3 separate regions of the Mus musculus genome follow, and all the other regions are linked to region 2. The links are chromatin contacts, called in public Hi-C and promoter capture Hi-C maps. All regions are on one chromosome and are shown on one strand. Each heading gives the region's core, a stretch centred on a gene start, on an enhancer-like site or on the middle of the called end of the contact. The rest is flanking DNA. Distances are from core to core; before and after follow the strand shown.

Evidence for each region. Promoter capture Hi-C pulls out the DNA fragments that hold promoters and counts their contacts. A called contact is a pair of places that touch in the nucleus more often than the background predicts.
Region 1: a promoter capture Hi-C map of liver shows a contact between it and region 2, with 4 times the contacts expected there. The contact joins the promoter of Rfc3 here to the promoter of N4bp2l1 in region 2. A contact is called at or near these places in 11 of 39 promoter capture datasets (the 3T3-L1 cell line, the C10 cell line, cranial neural crest and 5 more) and 3 of 115 datasets of contacts at active chromatin or transcription factors (the 230-238 cell line and embryonic forebrain).
Region 3: a Hi-C map of B cells shows a contact between it and region 2, with 6 read pairs. The contact joins the promoter of Uspl1 here to the promoter of N4bp2l1 in region 2.

The regions. Positions count from the first base shown.
Region 1 is chr5:151,649,933-151,652,632 of GRCm38.p6, reverse strand. It overlaps Rfc3 (replication factor C (activator 1) 3), which reads left to right and starts at 1,425. Exons shown (of 9, transcript NM_027009.2): 1 at 1,425-1,567; 2 at 2,624-2,700. The coding sequence starts at 1,481.
Region 2 is chr5:150,593,099-150,595,798 of GRCm38.p6, reverse strand. It overlaps N4bp2l1 (NEDD4 binding protein 2-like 1), which reads left to right and starts at 1,274. Exons shown (of 5, transcript NM_133898.4): 1 at 1,274-1,535. The coding sequence starts at 1,363.
Region 3 is chr5:149,183,283-149,185,982 of GRCm38.p6, reverse strand. It overlaps Uspl1 (ubiquitin specific peptidase like 1), which reads right to left and starts at 1,423. Exons shown (of 9, transcript NM_001115149.1): 1 at 1,177-1,423.

The DNA of each region.
Region 1 (2,700 bases), core at 176-2,675, 1.1 Mb before region 2:
TAAAACTGCGTGGTGCTCCTCAGAGGAGGGCCTCAGTCTTGTAATGGAGTGCTGTTAGTACAAGATTTAGACCCAGATTTAGCTTGTGAGCTAGCTTACATAATCTAGCAGTAGCTATCACAGCTTAGACAGATGGACCATTTTGTGGCTACAGGGTCCAATCCTTTGGACAGGTACATCACAGGGTGTTTCCATGGTCCCAAAATTTGGATTAAAAGCCCTTCTGTCTTGTTTTATGGACAAACAGATGAAAAAGTTTTGAGACATCTGGAAGTTTTAGGGCTGGAGTCAATGCTAGAGCTGTTTCTAAAGCTTCAAATACCTTTTGTTCAACCTCAGTCCAGATTAAGGGCTCAGTGCCCTGCTTCGTGCTGGTGTGTAGTGAGAGGCCTTGCTCTGCTTACAAACTCTGGAATCCAGAGGCAGCACTACTCCATTGCCCCTAGGAACATACCTATATAGTAGTTTCTATAGTGATTCCAAATCTCATCAAGCTGATGACCAAGATTAACCATAGCAACAAGCTTTCAGGTGTCTGAAAGAAACTTCTGAAGCTACTGCAGGGAGCAGATCAGAGCTGTGTCTCTGGCCTTGGCCCTCTGGCTATGATTTGAGGACTCTATCCTTCCTTCCCAGCCACTTCCTCAGGTCTCACAAGTTGAAGAATTCCAAGTATGGTTATAAGTTAAAAAATACAGGGCAACCAATTAAAATCTAATTTCAGATAAAAATTAATTTCATTGCAAATATTGCCTGGGACACACACCGAAATGTTATTGGGGATCTAAATGTTATTGGGGGCATCTGTGTGTTGTATTTGTGAAAACAAGTAAACCTAGGTTTTTTTTTTTTCTATGTTCTCTTCACATTCTTTCAATCTTTTAGATTAAAAGAATATACCCTAGGATCCACCATGAACTACCTGTCTTTGGACGTTGTCTGTCATGCTTCTGGGTACTTTCGCTTCTGATTTCCTTTACTTTCTATTTCCTTTACTTTCCTAGTTCAGAACATATAGTTCACAGAGGCATGTAGGCAAATGCTCATTGAATATTGGAGTTTGTTTATTATTTTAAAGAAAAGCAGTTCTACTAATAAAGATAACAGATTATGTAGCACTAATTAGAATGAAGTTGTGAATCAGTGAATAAATGAAAGAATGAAATGGAGGGAATTTCCTTCCCTAAGAACTCAGATTGGACGAACCTGAATGTCAGAGATACATCTTTAATTCCTTCGAATGTTTTCTAAAATGTTACAGGGTGAGAACAAAGAGGCAGCCACTGCCCGGTAAATCCAGCGACTGTTGGTGCAGTGGTGGAAGTGGGAACTGCAGCGACTGCTCCACTCCCGGTTGAGATTGCCCAGTCTCCCTATCCGGAAGTCGCCGGGTGCCGGAAGTGACGTCGCACGCTTTCGCGCTCGCGGGAAAACTCTACTGTCTAAGCGGCGGGTCCGCTGGTGCGACTGTGGAGCGGTCATGAGCCTCTGGGTGGACAAGTACCGGCCGAGCTCCCTTGCCCGGCTGGACTATCATAAGGAACAGGCAGCACAGCTGCGCAACCTGGTGAGCCGCCCTGCTCAGCAGCTTCCTGCACAGCCCGGGGAAGGGAAGGGAAGGGAAGGGAAGGGAAGGGAAGGGAAGGGAAGGGAGGGAGGGAGGGAGGAGGCGGGCGCCCCGGTGCTAGCGAGGGGGTCAGAGTGACGCGTTCCTCAAAGTGCGGTGTGTTTGCTGCCGGGAACCTCAATGGCTTGGTGTGGGGACCAGAAGAAGGCCAGTGTAGTGGAGAATCAGGAGCAAGCAGCGGCGGTAGGGGGCGGGGATGGGGGTGTGCCCGGGCCTCGGTGTTACTGCAAATGCCTGATGGGCTCTCCCGCTACAGAGAGCTTAGGTGGGAAGCTGATAGAGGTGACTGTGCCCCGGACCCTGTTCTTAGTTACTGCGGAATCACAGCTAAGGCTTTTCTGAAAAGGAGAGATTATTTTAACGAGTGCCGCGATCGTTCATATGAGAGCTTTTGGAAGACTCGAGGGTGAAGTGGAAGATATGTTTTAGGTTTGGTTTTGGTTTTGGTTCGTGATGCATGCACTAATTTGAAATAGAATATTATGCTTCGTTAATACACGTGCCGGTTTTCCTTGCAAAAGCTTTAATGTTCAGTTTCCCGGTGGCAAGATCAAGACCCCATGTTAATAGTACTCTTTCGTTTGATGGCACTCTGTTACTGCTGTCTTTTCCATAGCATTGATCAACCTTGATCTAGTGTGAAGTTCTTCTGTCTCTTCCAAGTGAACTTACAAGGAAATCAGCGCACCTGCTTCTGAGCAAGAGGACCATTATGGGGAGCCCGGGCCAGACAAGCATCTGTCTTAGTTACAGAGATTGGGTTCGCCTTCTGTCATCCCTTAGTTTCAAACGGGCCCTTCAGATAGCTTACTTAGGGAGTGCCTACTTTTAAGCATTTAGTGCATGTAAATTAGATTAAATTAGTGTCCAGAGTTTGGTACATTTTCTGTTGGAGCTGGATGGTAAACAGAATATCTTGGAACTTTAAAAGTGGTTTGTTTAACTTAGTTCACCCAGTTTAACTAAGATATAATGTCTTGTTCTTTTTTTCCTTAGGTGCAGTGTGGAGACTTTCCTCACCTCTTAGTATATGGACCATCAGGTGCTGGAAAAAAGACAAGAATTATGTGTAT
Region 2 (2,700 bases), core at 25-2,524:
AATGCTCCATGTTTCTTACTGGACAGCAGATGATTGGAATGAAAAAGAAAGTATTTGAGGCTGAGGGGAACCACGTTTGTAAACGTGTGCTAAGGGTATGCTCAGGGTGCAGGAGATTCACTTCCTCAAATGTGAACCCGGACGTATACAAGCTAAAGGTCACTGCTGTTAGGACAAATGTGTCTTCTCCATTCCTCGTGCTTCCTCTTAATGTGCACACAGAAAGAAGGACTAAAGAAGTAGCTTCACTCCGGGAGGGGAATTCCCGGGGGAGCAACCTGACTGCTCCACACCCCAACCCAGGGGAAGTCCAAAGCCAGCGAGATGCACAGGCAGCTGTCCTCCCTCCTTGTACACAGCCCCTTCCTAACGCGCTCATCAGGAAATCTCTGATTTTGACATAGGTTCTGAGTCTTAGAAAGACACTACTTCTTTCTCCACACTTCCTTCTCATAATGCTCATACCTTAGGTGCCAGACACAAAATGTTTTGATTTTTACAACAATTGTAGCCAAAGCCACCAATATCTCAGATTTTCTAGTATGCAAATTTTGAACAGTTTCATTCTGAAAACCAGGACCATTCTATTGCTTCTAAAGGGAAATACTGGAGAGTCACAGCCAGTGGGTGCTGCCAACTCCTGCAACTTGAATTTGGTTTTATATAAATGGTACCATGACAATCTCCCCTGCTATGTGGCAGCGGAAGGTGTTCATGAAGCCTCCTGAGTCCACCCGAGACCCAAGGAGTAACAAGAGACTTAAAAGTTGCATACAGCTTTTAAGGATAGTTTTGGCAGGCCGGTACCGGTACTAAGGAAACGTACAGGACCCTGAAGGAGTGTACCTCAGTCCTTGGGACCCCAGCCAGGTGCTGACTGATTCACAGGCAGTAGGGGAGACAACAGTCTTTACTGTGACTGCTCGGATGCGCTGGTCACATTCTCTAATCTCCCACGGAAAGTATTTACTTTCAAGGTCTAGGCCGGTCTGAAGTGAGATGAGGCAGAGCCGTGGCAGAGGGCTGGGCTTCCACAGTGACTGCAGGGAAACCTCCCACTGTGTCCCCGGGGCCAGGCCCCTTCCCTTGGGAAGGGCTGCGGAAGGCGGCGGGGGGCTGGAGGGAGCGCTGGGGGCTGCGTCACCCACGCTTCCCCGGGCTGTCAGACTCCCCGGCAGCGCCGGGGCCTCACAGGTAGAGACGCCCCCTCCCGCGGTTCGCGGGGCCGGGGAGGAGGGGCCGGGCTCCGAGCGCCCGCCCCTCCATCTATCACATGGCCGGAGAGTCACAAAAACAACAGCTTTGGCCAAGACCGTGACTTCAGGAAGGGAGCTCAGGGCCCTCGCCGCCAGCCCCCTCCCCATGGAGGACAGTTTTCTGGAATCGTTCGGGAGGCTGAGCCTCCAACAGCGGCAGCAGCAGCCGCCTCCTCGGCCGCCGCCCGCTCGGGGGCCACCTCCGCGCCGCCACAGCTTTAGGAAACACCTCTACCTCCTGCGCGGCCTCCCGGGCTCGGGAAAAACCACGCTGGCCAGGTAATGAGAGCGGCCTGGCGCCCACTCGCGCTCCTGCCCCGAGCGGCTCCGCGCGCCGCCCCTGCCCTTGCCCCGCGCGCCCGAGAGCTTTGCCGCGCGCCGGCCCGGGAGGACGGACCTCGGCAGTGCGCCTTGCGCAAGCCCCAAGACGCCGCCGCCGGCCCTTCCCCGCCGCGCCGGGCCTGGTGCCCACCCCTCCACCCCCAACTCCCCGGCAACCTTCGTCCCCAGCCCCGGGTCGGGGAGGCCCGCGGGGACTGCTCTTCGGGAAAAGCTGGTGGTGACTGCAGAGAAACCCGCTCCCCGCCCGCTGGCGCGCAGGCAGCCGCCACGGCGCCCACAGGCGCTGTCACCGGAGCGAGTTCGGGGATGTCCGGGTCGGGGGTCCGCGCGGCGCTGGCCGGGGGCCCGCTTTGAGATCTGGTGGATCGGCGCAGCCTGCGGCTGCTTTGGCGGCTGCGAAGGCGCACAGGTGCTCTGGGGAGGGGGGCGGGGGGCTGGCGGCGCCACCACCGACCGTCACTGACAGCCTCTCCGCGGGCGCCCAAATTCGATCACTCGCGAATTGCGTAAGCGGCCCTTCGGGTACCCGGGCAGAGAGAACTGCGCGGGCTTGCTGCCTGCTGCACCTTGCTAGGCCCACCGCTCCAGCCTGAACGCCCTCCACTTCCTGCCCTGCACTTGGTATTCCAGCAACGTTGGACTGTTTCTCTCTCCTTGCTGGGGTTGAGGATGCTGACCCTCCTGCCTGGCTTTCCCACCGTCACCCTTTGCCCGACTGGTCTCACTAGCCTTTTAAAACCGGTTCTATTACCTCCCCTCGCAGCTGCCTCACCCTGCCGTAGAAGCCGCCCGCCCTTCTCAGCGTCTTGGCTCCTGTTTACATCTCTGTGACTGCGCTTAGGTTTGCACACGGTTGCTTTTGCCTTCTGTGAGATACTTGAAGATAGGGGCCATGTCTTACCCTCCGTGAACGTTATCGGGCACACACTAGTCGATAGAAGCAGTCACTTGCCACCTGTGTGCTTGCTTCCCTTCTCATCAGATAAGGCTAGCCCTAGGACCCTGGAACCGCTGAAGAATCAAGGTAGCCCGCGGTCACATGCTGATTTCCATGGCACCAGGTAGTGATCATAGGGGGAGGGCCCGAATCTTTTGGATGTGG
Region 3 (2,700 bases), core at 174-2,673, 1.4 Mb after region 2:
AAAGGAGAGGGAGGGAAGGAGAGAAGGAGGGAGGAGACCCATTAAGATGGTAGTAGAAACACTAAACAATATTAAGAAATTCCCCCTCCCCAAAGAATATTCAAGTTTTAAAATACCAGAAGTAGACTCTTGGGGTTTTTCAAGCACTGTATTATACACAAAACCCCGGGGTGGGTCTCAAATTTCAATTTGTCTAGGAATAAATTACCTTCATTATCTTTTCTCCAAGTGTAACTGCTAGCTCCTCCCTGTACAGTATCTAAATTTTGGCATCTTTTGGGTTTCCAAATACAGACTAGAAAGTTTGTGCCGTCTACTCACTCTCATCTCCCATGTTTGCACAGTAGGCGCCATCTAAACTCGTGAACGAGGCTTTGGAAATGTTTCGAACTTGTCTCTCTTTCCATTCATATCACTGTCAAAATGACAGCTCCGCTTCAAACCACCTATTTAATCCAATCTGATTGTAGGAAGTCCGCCCAAACAGCTCAGTACATCCTAAAGATTATGACATGAGCTTATTTCAAGGAGAACAACCAAGGTTTTCCAGTGTTCATCTCCGGCACTTTTCCTCTTACCTACGCCCACCACCGAGCCCCCACCTTCAACGTAGGTAAGTCGCATTCCGGAGACCTTAATGGGAGATATCAGCCCAGAATAGATCCATTTAGCAGCCAATCACGAGAGGGATTTAAATTTAATTCACTGCATGTGTAGAAACTATTACAGGTATTCAAAGGGCCTGGAACCCTTCGGAGCTTTATCTCTCGGCTCTGCATATGAATTTTCAAGGCCAGCAGACTTAAGCCCCAGCGAAGGGATAGGCTTTACAGAGCCCAATACTGCTTGGTACCCAGTCCAGCTTCCCGAATTTGAGACGGATGGGTCCACGCGAACTGAGCTTCAAAAGCCTACCAAGGAAGTCCAAGAGGCGCGGCGTTCCGTTACCCAGCCCATCTCCACGCTCTTCGTGGGGCGGGCACAAACTCTGGTTTCTCTTCAGCGTTTACCTCTTTGAGCCTAACCGGAACCTGAAGACCCAGCCTGCACCTCCATCCTCCACCTTGCCCACCACAACCTCGTTCCTACCCCATCTTTTCAGCGCGCCAACGACCCACCCCGGGCACTCCAGCCGTCCCAATTTCTACTTCCCGAGGGAACTACTGTCTTCCTTACCCTCCCGAAGTACGCTCCTTCTTCGCATACAGTGGACCCGAACTCCTCTTCCAGCTTGAGGTCCCCACCATCTAACCGTAACGTTCAACCCACGTTCCCTCGGACGGCTCCTCCCCCACAGCCCTCTCCGCCAGGAAAGCAACTTCCGCCTGCGAGTCCGCCGCCCAAGAGCTACCCCACAAACACTTTCCTGCGGCAGGCAGCCCTGCTTGAGAGCACGCGGGCAGGGCCGGGGAAGGGGAAGACCAGAGCACTTCCGGCAGGGCTCCGCAGAGGCGTGGCTTGCCCGCCCAGCAGGCGCAGGCGCAGTGGGAACTGCGGCGACAGGGCGGGGCCCCTCGCTACAGAGCCTGCAAAGTGTGAGTCGGGAGGACGGGGGAGGGGGAGGGGGAGGGAGCTGGAGGGGGTGGGGCAGGCTTGGTTCTGGAAGCTGCTGGAAAGCGCTGGAGTGGCGGAGGTGACGCCAGAGGCTAGGGGGCGGGGCGTGATTAAAATTAGTGCGCGGCCTTCAGCGGAGGGATTACGCGGCAGAGGAAGGAGAGGTCGCTGGGCGGCTGCCTGCCTGGCGCGCAGGCGCAGTGATGGGCCTCCCTGGCGGGCCGTCATGGCGGACGCCACGACGGGCTCCCATAGTTGGTTCTTTTCGGCCCGCGCGCCACCACCCTACGTGTTCACAAACGGTTACCACACACGGAGCTGCCCCTCCCTTCTTCCCCAAACCCATCCTTGGAGGCCACTTTTTCTTTCTTCCCTCTCTGATCTGCTCACGGTAAGGGGGGTAGCGAAAGACGAGCACTTGACCCGGGGTGGCACTGAGCAGCCGACCCGCGCATCTCAGCAGCCGCCCTGCCTCCTTGAACTTCAGAGAGGGGAGAGCTCAGTTGCTAAGTTTTAAGAACTGCCTTCGTAGAAAGGTCATGTGGTGTCAGGGAGGTCATGACTGATCGCGTCCATGAGGACATCCTATTCTTGGAGTCCTTTGCATAGACTGTTTCCGTGGCCTGGGACTACAATTTGGGATTTTTTCTGGACCTTACAGGAATCATGACTGGCATTTTGGATTGCGGTCCTGTAGGGTTTCATTAGTGGTCTTAAACGACCATGTTCTGGCAGAATACTGATAATTTTGGTAGCGTGCAATGGGGGAAACAAGTCCGCTGTAGGAAGAAATTATTCAATAAAAGAATTTCAGTTTGTGGTACTTAGGAATGGAAATCGCTGAGCGTTCCAACAGAGACTTTGTTAGGGTTTTTTTTCTCCTCTCTCATGACGAAAATAGACTGGTTAGGTTTTGCTTTTTTTTAATTTTATTTATCTTTGCATTTACACTACATACTGTACTGGTATATTTGTTGTAAGATCAAACAAGTAAGATTTCTTTTTGTATGGATTATGAGGTTTTTGAGAAAGTATTTCTTCCTGAGAGAGTAGCCAAGATTAATAGGATTGTTTTCTTATTCAACATGCTATTTCCATTTTTAGAGTGGAGTACACTTCCCCTCCCAATAAACACTTGCTGAATGT